Linked DNA regions of Mus musculus: regions 2 and 3 are each linked to region 1. Evidence: chromatin contacts called from public promoter capture Hi-C and targeted proximity ligation data. All regions are on one chromosome and are shown on one strand. The core of a region is the stretch at or near the end of the contact, and the rest is flanking DNA. Distances in the headings are between cores, read along the strand shown. Region 1 holds the start of Smc5 (structural maintenance of chromosomes 5). Region 2 has its middle 3.9 kb from the start of Gm34012. Region 3 has its middle 19 kb from the start of Mamdc2.

What was found. Promoter capture Hi-C pulls out the DNA fragments that hold promoters and counts their contacts.
Region 2: a contact with region 1 is called in a promoter capture Hi-C map of liver, with 2.2 times the contacts expected there. A contact is called at or near these places in 12 of 39 promoter capture datasets (the HPC-7 cell line, cranial neural crest, embryonic stem cells and 6 more), 3 of 484 Hi-C or Micro-C datasets (bone marrow-derived DN2 thymocytes, liver and nephron progenitors), 4 of 130 datasets of targeted methods (bone marrow-derived macrophages, embryonic stem cells, extraembryonic endoderm stem cells and 1 more) and 1 of 9 other capture datasets (embryonic stem cells).
Region 3: a targeted proximity ligation map of embryonic stem cells shows a contact between it and region 1, with 4 times the contacts expected there. A contact is called at or near these places in 3 of 39 promoter capture datasets (the HPC-7 cell line and hippocampal neurons), 2 of 130 datasets of targeted methods (both in embryonic stem cells) and 1 of 9 other capture datasets (liver).

Annotation. Positions count from the first base shown.
Region 1 is chr19:23,272,344-23,275,256 of GRCm38.p6, forward strand. It overlaps Smc5 (structural maintenance of chromosomes 5), which reads right to left and starts at 1,554. Exons shown (of 25, transcript NM_001252684.1): 1 at 1,291-1,554. The coding sequence starts at 1,475. It overlaps Gm33950 (a long non-coding RNA gene), which reads left to right and starts at 1,565. Exons shown (of 2, transcript XR_386613.2): 1 at 1,565-1,662; 2 at 1,881-2,016.
Region 2 is chr19:23,491,450-23,494,362 of GRCm38.p6, forward strand. No RefSeq gene overlaps it. Among named protein-coding and RNA genes, the nearest start is that of Gm34012, 3.9 kb to the right of the region's middle.
Region 3 is chr19:23,466,315-23,469,227 of GRCm38.p6, forward strand. No RefSeq gene overlaps it. Among named protein-coding and RNA genes, the nearest start is that of Mamdc2, 19 kb to the left of the region's middle.

The DNA of each region.
Region 1 (2,913 bases), core at 304-2,803:
CCGTCCACTCCACCCCCCCACTACTCTCTCTTGAATAACCAGATTGGTTAGCCAGAGCCAGACTTGGGAAGAACTAGGACACACTCCTCCACTCTCAGGCCTCACAATCTATAGGCAGATCTTATCAAATAACCCTTTCAGCTCTGCATTCTTGCTTTCTTACTTTAAATATTCTTGCTTGCTATCTGGCACCCTTTCAAAATCACAGGTTCCCGACCGCCTGCCTGCAGGATGATGCTGGAGTTCTTTAGTATAGTAACAGACAAGCCGGAACAATCGTTTCCAACCTCTATTCACCTATGTTCTTACATTCTACCTAAGGTCACTCACGAAACATTACAAACTGGCTTTCAGGCAGTTCCTTCTTTGGGTAATCGTCTTCCCTCCTTTTCTACTTTAGTATCTTCTTCACAAAGCTCTGATGGTTGGGGATGGACTTAGCCTTTTCAGTCTGTGCCTCCCATGAAATCCTGGGTAGATAAGTTACAGCAGATAACCTCATGCTGAGTACAGTTACCTTTCCTGATCAGGATTCAAATTAGCAATTTTGCTATTAGAATCTATACAGACCGGGGCAAAAAAACAATAGCCATGAGTTTATGTCATCAACAAAGACAGGTAGAAACGCAGCGATGTGTAAATAAAACAAACGAACACCTGATACACAACTGCTTGAAAAAAAAATGGTATTGTTATTAAGGGTCTATAAATTATGCAAGCCTACATTTAAGAAAAAATACCTCGAAAAGATAACTCTAAGATGATAAACAGATAATGATATTTCTGGTAACATTTAGAATCTACTCAACTAGTTGGGGTCGGGGCAAGGAAGAAAGGAGGATTGGACGGGGCAAGAATCTGCAAGGAGGTACAAAAACTGGGAACACGATTTTTAATTTCTTTGGTACACTCTAATCTCCAATCAACAACCATTACCATGTCATCTGCCCATTCTGGAAATCGTGTACACTTTTTAAAATTTGCCACTCTGCTGTAACTGTCGAGTTTTGTGAAGTGCACAGGTCCGTGGTAGATCGAGATTCGCAGATTAACAAACTAGAGACCCGGCCCCTTCGTATCTACTGCCTAGAGCCGACGCCTTCCAAAACCACTGGGTGGATAAAAACATCAGGCCACACGCCTACTACAGCCAACACGGCCAGTCTTCGTGGCCTAGGCAGGGAATGCCTCAGGGTTAGCCTGGCACAGGTTCCCCACCGCCGGGCACAGCCCACCGCCCCGGGCCTGCGGGCCGCTTGCTCCCGCCCAGCGCGGCCTGCCGCCACTCACAAGAAGTTCTCCATGGCGATGCGGACGATTGAGCCCTCGACGAAGGTCCCGGACGGCCGCGGCAGCGTCGGCAACGGGTTCGAGTTCTTTCTCTTGCTCGGGACCTCGGAGGAAGCATCTCTCGGGAGAGACCGCTTGGAAACCTGGGGGTTGGGGGGAGCAGCCTTCCCGCTCGGAGTCGCCATCCTGGCTTCCTCCGCGTCCCGCAGCGGCTTCCGTTCCCGGCGAGCCGCAGCCCAGGAGCCTCCGCGCCCGGCTCCCGCGCTAACTGACCCCGCCTGACCCCGCCCCCGCGGCCCCGATGCGCTTGCGCGGTTCCGCCCCGCAAACCCGAGGCCACGCCCCGACCAACGCTCCCCGGTGGCCTCAGAGGTGCGATGTGTGTGTGTGTGTGTCTGTGTGTGTGTGTGTGTGTGTATGTGTCTCTGTGTGTGTCTCTGTGTGTGTCTCTGTGTGTTTCTCGTGTGTGTGTGTGTGTGTGTGTGTGTGTGTGTGTGTGTGTGTGTGTGTGTGTGTGTGTGTGTGTTACTACTTTGCAACGGTCCCTCCCAGAACTCCAGGCTTCATCTGTCTTATGTTCTACATTGCAGTTTCCTTCCCTGGTGCTCAAATGAACTCCAAAGAAAAGATGCCTGTTGACTGTGCCTGTTGTTGGAAGCATGGCACTAACAACCATCTGATGCTCTCAAGATTGTGAAGAGTGTATTAATTACTTGCCCACTCACACTTCCTAGTCCTTTTATTGTATAATTTATTTATTTTTATTTTATGTGCATTGATGTTTTGCCTGCATGTATGTATGTCTGTGTGAGGGTGTCAGATCTCGGAGTTACAGACAGTGGAACCCAGGTCCTCTAGAATAGCAGTCCGTTCTCTTAACCACTGGGCCATCATGCTATCTCCCAGCACATACATTTATTTATTTATTTGAGACAGACTCTTTATATAGCTCTAGATGGACTACTACTCACTAGAGAGCCCAGGCTGGTCTTGAACTTTTACTACTTCTGCTTCCTTAGTGCAGCCACCAGTTCCAGTGCAGCCACCAGATGGCCTCTCCCTTCAGGGTTTCTTTTTTCTTTTCTTTCTTTCTTTTATTTAATTAAGCATTTCACTTATTTACAACCCAAATGTTGTCTCTCTCCCCCCCCCAGAGTTCTTCCCCCCCCCCCCCATCGCTCCTCCTCTTTGACTCTGAGAGGGTGCCTCTCCCTTGGTATCCCCCCTCCCTGGGGCATCCAGTCTCTGCAGGACTAAGCACATCCTCTTCCACTAAGGCCAGACAAGGCTGCTCTCTGCTACATATGTGCTGGTGGCCTTGGACCAGCCCATGTATGTTCTTTGGTTGGTGGCTTATTCTCTGGGAGCTCCTAGGGGTTCAGGTTAGTTGATATTGTTGGTCTACCTATGGGGTTACCATCCCCTTCGCTTTCTTCAATCCTTCCTTTAAATCTTCCATAGGGGTCCTTTCAGGGTCTTTAAATTCCCTGCTTCTTTAGGAATGGCTCTACCTCCCTGTGCCCATGTTCATCTCATTAGCCCTTTCAAAGATTATGCCCCTGAAGCCCATAGGCAACATTCACCCAACCAATAATAACCGGCCAGAGACTAGGGTAATGGGGA
Region 2 (2,913 bases), core at 107-2,606, 220 kb after region 1:
GAACCCCCTGGTGCTAGCCTTCACAAGGCTCAAAGGAGTAGCATTAGGGTGTGAAATCCTTACCTGTCATTAAGCTGACCCTATGCAGGACGGCTTTATCTTTACTGTAAACATTTACCTGGTTCCTGTAAGTCCCTTTGTAGTCACTCCTTTGTTTTGTGTCAGGCAACTTCAATGTACTTTGCCTGCTGTGACTTCCTACCCCTTTTATTTTCTGTACTATATAAGACTGGTGTTCACTTTGTGACAAGACATTCAGGTTCTACACAATCTCTCCTGTTGGTCTGTCTGTCACCCACCGACTCCTTGCCCATCTGCACCCAGAGACCAGTTCCATGCAGACAAAGGGACCCAGAGGGTCTGCAGCAAGATTCCAAGTGTTTGTGTAGCTCTTGTGATTTCTCTCACTTTTGTGATTTCTAGTTTTATTTTACTGTGATCTGATAAGAGTTAAGTTATTTCAATTGTTTCATATTTTTAAGACTTGATTTGGGACCTAGACTATGATCCGTCTTAGAGAGGGGCCCATGGGCTTCTGGGAAGGATATGCTCAGCACCTTTTTCTAAACATGGGGCAGCAAGACTGCTGTTAGATGAAAAGGAGACAATGGAGGTGGGTCTTGGGGCTGCCTTGGCTCTAGCTGTGGAGTTCATTAGTGGAAAGTACTGTAAGGTGCAGTAGTTGGAGGAAAATGGCCCCCAGAGACTCAGACAATGGCATTAATAGAAGGTGTGGCCTTGTTGAAGTAGGTGTGGCATTCTTGGAGGAAGTATGTCATTGGGGGTAGGCTTTGAGGCCTCAGATACTCAAGGCAGGTCCAGTGTGGCAGTCTCTTCCTGCTGCCTGCTGATCCAGAGGTAGAATGCTCAGCTACCTCTCCAGCACCATGTCTGCTTGCACTCCACCATGCTTCCTGCCATGACAGCAATGGACTAAATCTCTGAGCTGTAAGCCAGCCCCAGTTAAATGTTTTTCTTTATAAGAGTTATGGTATCTCTTCACAGCAAAGAAAAACCTAACAGGAAGGGATTCACAAGAAGAGTACAGAATCATTGAGCTAAAGAGACAGAGTTGAAGAATGACTGTGGTGACAAAGATAGCTGGACAGAGACAGAACTCCAGATACCTACTCGACATTCGTCTTGAGTCATGGAGAATCTTAAGCCTGGGGTTTATAAGGAAGATGGGTGTTGAGCTCATCTTCTCCCCACTGGATTTCTGCAGACCCCATCTTTCACAATAAATAGGTGTGATCTGTTTGTTTTCCATTTTGGGAGTTTTTCAGATCAGCAGGGCCTCTGGACAGCTGCCCACTCTAGCTTGTTCATTGTGAAATTAGTCAGGAACCTCACATGGTCAAAGTAAACAATGACAAGAATAGACTGGGGAAGCAATGAGCCTCCTCCTTAAGACCTGTGGGACTGGGAGTGACTAAGTGACCAAGATTAGATGTGTAAGAACACAAATCTCTACTTATCAGCATGCAACCAGCCATCCCTTATGCAATCCTCCCCTAAATCAACTTGCCCACAAAACAGCCCCATGCTCCACCACCAGCCAGCCAGCCCAGCACCTTCCTTTTTAACTAATTGCTTTCCATTGAACAGCAAGCAGACTAAGGTCTTGTACTGGGCAACAAAGTGAATGTTGTCCAGTATATTACTCAAATCACACGTTTGCTTGAATTAGGTCAAGCAAAGAATGGATGAGGGGAAAACTGGGCAATTTCTATAGCTTACACTGTCTGGAGACATTGATGTAACCATCAGTCAAAATAGAGTACTTAGGTAATCTGTTAAAACCTCAGAAATATCACAGCTTAATGGAAAGACAAACCAGCTATAAGAAAGCTTACTTCAAATCTCTCCAAATGGATCTTTAAGCCTTAGAAGGAAGAAGGACTCAAGATGAACTAGAGTCTTATATTAAAGAAGAAGAAGAAGGAGAAGGAGAAGGAGAAGGAGAAGGAGAAGGAGAAGGAGAAGGAGAAGGAGAAGGAGAAGAAGAAGAAGAAGAAGAAGAAGAAGAAGAAGAAGAAGAAGAAGAAGAAGAAGAAGAAGAAGAAGAAGAAGAAGCAAAGCCAGTTGTTATAGAGTACTTCTGTAACCCTAGCACTCTGCTGAGGCAGGAGGATTGTTACATTTGAGTCCAGTTTGAGATATACTGTGAGATCCTATTCCAAGAAAAGAAAAGGACAGAAAGGAAAAGAGGAAAAGAAGGAAAGTAAAAAGGAGGAAGAATAGGCTGGCAAGCAAGGTGAGGATGCCTGCTGCCAGTCTGACAACCTGAGTTTGATTACTGAAACCTACCACATGATGGAAAGAGAGAAGCTGCTCATTGTATTCTGACTTCCATACTTGTATTGTGGCACACCAGCATTTACACACACACACACACACACACACACACACACACACACACGAAAGAAAGTAATAGGTAGGGAAAACAGCAGCAAAATGTAATTTTGCTCACTAGTAAAGAAGAAAGGTAAACACCAGGCCCAGCCAATGGGTAACCTGCCTGTAAGATTCATAGGTATAATAGTTAGACAAAGCTTGCGGGAGTAACCAACCAATCTCTGATTAGATTTGTAATGGCTAAAAGAAATTCCATTCTGTGCTCAGCATCCATCTTGGTACCTAATAGCTGTTTATCTCTGACTTAAGCTCCTAGAAGATAAATTCTCTACAAGCCTTTACTTCTACCCAGAAGTGTGGATCTACTTGTTATGTGTGCATTGTTGTGATATGACTAACTGCTGTTTTTCTTTGTTTCTGTGGCTTGCTTGTGGAGACATTCAAGGACAGTTTTAAAGTCATCCTGACCATCTAATCTAGGCAGAACAGAACAGCCCTTGTGGTTTCTTCTTTAAAAGTCCTTCCTGTACCTGCTTCTGTGTGGCAGTCTCTGAT
Region 3 (2,913 bases), core at 132-2,631, 190 kb after region 1:
TCTCTCTCTCTGTCTCTCTCTCTCTGTTAAAATACCCAAAGGCAGCAACTTAAGGAAGAAAGGGTTTCTTTGAACTCAGGGTTTAAGAAGGGAAATGGTCTATCGTGGCAGAGAAGGTATAGCTTAGTTACATTGCACCTGTTGTTAGGAAACAAAGATGAACACTTACATTCTTTTAATTCACAGTGGGACCTTAGCCTATGGAATCATGTACCATGAACATTCAGGGTGGGTTCTCCAACTTCAGTCAAACCTCTCTGGAAATGTCCTTACAGACTCCTCCAGAGATGTGTTTCCAAATCTTATAATATGGACATACTTACTTTAATGTATTCTAGCCTCTATTAAAATTGACCAGATTTTACTGACAATCTGTTGGTCCTTGGTATGGAATCTATATTTTCTGACCCCTTTAAAGGCTTGCATTGTGACATTGGCTTACTGTAGTTTCTCTCAATTTCCAATAGTCATACTGAAGATCTAATGGGCCTTGATGAAGGTTTAGGGGGAAATGGAACAGTCTGTAAAGTGCTTGCCATGTAAGCCCAAGGCCCTGAATTGAATCCCCAGCCCACCATAACACACACACACACACACACGGGGAGGGGCGTGGGGGTGGGGTAACAGCATTCACCTCTGATTCCCGTACAGGGTTGGACAGAGACAGGATGAGTTTGAGTTCAGTGAGAGACCTGTTCTCAAACTATAAGATGGCCTTATCCATGTGTGCATAGACACACAGGTTAAATTGACAGAAATAGTAGAAGAGCCTTTGGATAGCATTCAAAGTCACACTCAGTGGCTATGAGGATGTGAAATGCTGTAGATCTGAAAGAGAACTGAAACCCATTCGGGCTTGCCATTCTTCCAGGAGCTACTGAGCAGTAGCAGGGTGGATTCAATACCACTTCCCCATCTCCTCATCTCTGCCTCACTTTCCCTCCCTCCCCCAACTTACATAAGAGGAGAATCCCGTGAGCTGGCTGTCACTGGTAGTCTATGTGAGACTCAGCAGTAGTAATAGAAATGCTTGGATTTGAACCCCTAGGAATTTATCCTCCCTGGAATCAAGAATAGTAGAATAGATTTGTGGATAGAGAAACTATCAAAAGCATGCTGTATTTGGAGAAAGGGTTTCAGGATCGTTTTCTTCTTCTTTAGAGAAAAAGACATTGGCAATGGAACCATGAATGAAGGAGAGAGTAACCAAATGGCAAATGAGCACAGGGTATTTTGACGTGCCCCCCGCCCCCCCCCCCCCAATCTCCCATTGACCTGGAACAAATCTCTTCAGCTTGTGATTGTTTGGTTTTCCTAGCTCTACAGTGAAAACATCACAGTAGCCTTACCACCAAGTGTTCGGGACGCATTAAGTCCATTAAATTCACTGACTATTGACTCAGTCTGTTGAATGTGGAAGTCAAGAGCAGACAACTTTCCTTTCAAATTTCTAGAGAGTCTGTAAAACAACATAGTCAGCAAGTATCATCAAATATCCACTTTTGTGCACAAGCATTAGTCCAAATAATGAAATGAAACTTTGTGTATAACAGGTGGCATAGTCCTTGTTATGGCTTTCAAAAACTGAAACACACTGGTTCCCAATGGTTGTGCTACTCCACCCAGTGCCTCCTGCCTCCTGTTGTCTTGGTGACCTGTTGGTATTGAATACAGAGGAGGGGAAGTAACTCTGCAAATGGGCAAGAGGGCCAGTCTTTCTTTCTTGCCAGAACTGTTGTTTTTGTTTCCTAATCTTGTTCATTCTCATGCAATTAAGCTGCCAGACTGAATTCAGGCATCCTTTTCCAAGAATCTCTCAAATGCATGACATTCAAAGGCCACTCTGAAGTTGAAGAAGGTAGCCTAATCCTTTACATATAAGTGGCATTTGTTTTACTTTAAGAGGAAAAAAATGATAAATCCGTCAAGACTTTCAGGCCTAAATTGCTTTCAAAGACCCCAGAGTTAATTAAAGGAGGACAATATACAAAAGAAGGTGACCTTTTCCATTTAAGCTATAAATATGCCATTGTTAAGGAATTTCATTACAGCAGAGAATACAATGAGCAATTGTAGCTGAGTTCAGCATTTGACTTCAGATGACGGATTGGTAGAGTGGTCGTTATCATTTTAAGTAGTTAAAATATTGTCACTAAGCCATTCTTCTAAAATGGACATGAGCATTAAAAATAAATTAATATATTCTAAAGCAATAAGTTTTTGTTTAGACTTTAGGGGTTATATTAATGATTTATTGTTCTTCCTTCAGCTAAAATGTTAATCAGAGGGGAAGAATTATGGTGTTGACTGGGTCTCACTAAATCCTTCCTTGGAGTTACATGGACCCTTATTACGTTACCCTGTTGAAGGGAATTTGTTTTACATTGATAAATAGGCAAAACAAAATTTGCCATTGTAGTGTGAGGGAAAAAATGCTGTATTTTAAGAGCAAACATCCATTATAATGCGGTGACAAAGTCAAAGTAGCCATTCTGAGCACAAGGAAACTCCAAACCCCGGGGGATAACGGTAGAAAAGAAATCTCCCATTTTCCTAAAATCTGATCTCAAGTTCCAAGTACTTTCCTTCAACAGTTCTAAAAATCTTTTAACAGTCAATTCAAAAACGAATTGAAGGAAAACAAAAAGCTGTCTGGATGCCCAGTCTGTTCCTATTAAAAACTCATGGTCAATTCCATGATTAACAAGTTTTTCTTTGTTAAGCCTTACTGATCCCAGACCAGCCTGGCTTGGTGGCAGAATACTTACTCTGCATCAGGGGCTCACTCTGCACCAGTACCGTAGTGGTAGAATTACTAACTACAGTTTGAAGAGCATTATATTTGAAGTCAAATTACATGGATTCAAATCTCAGCTACATCAAGTCTCAGCTTTGGGACTTCAAACAAATTCA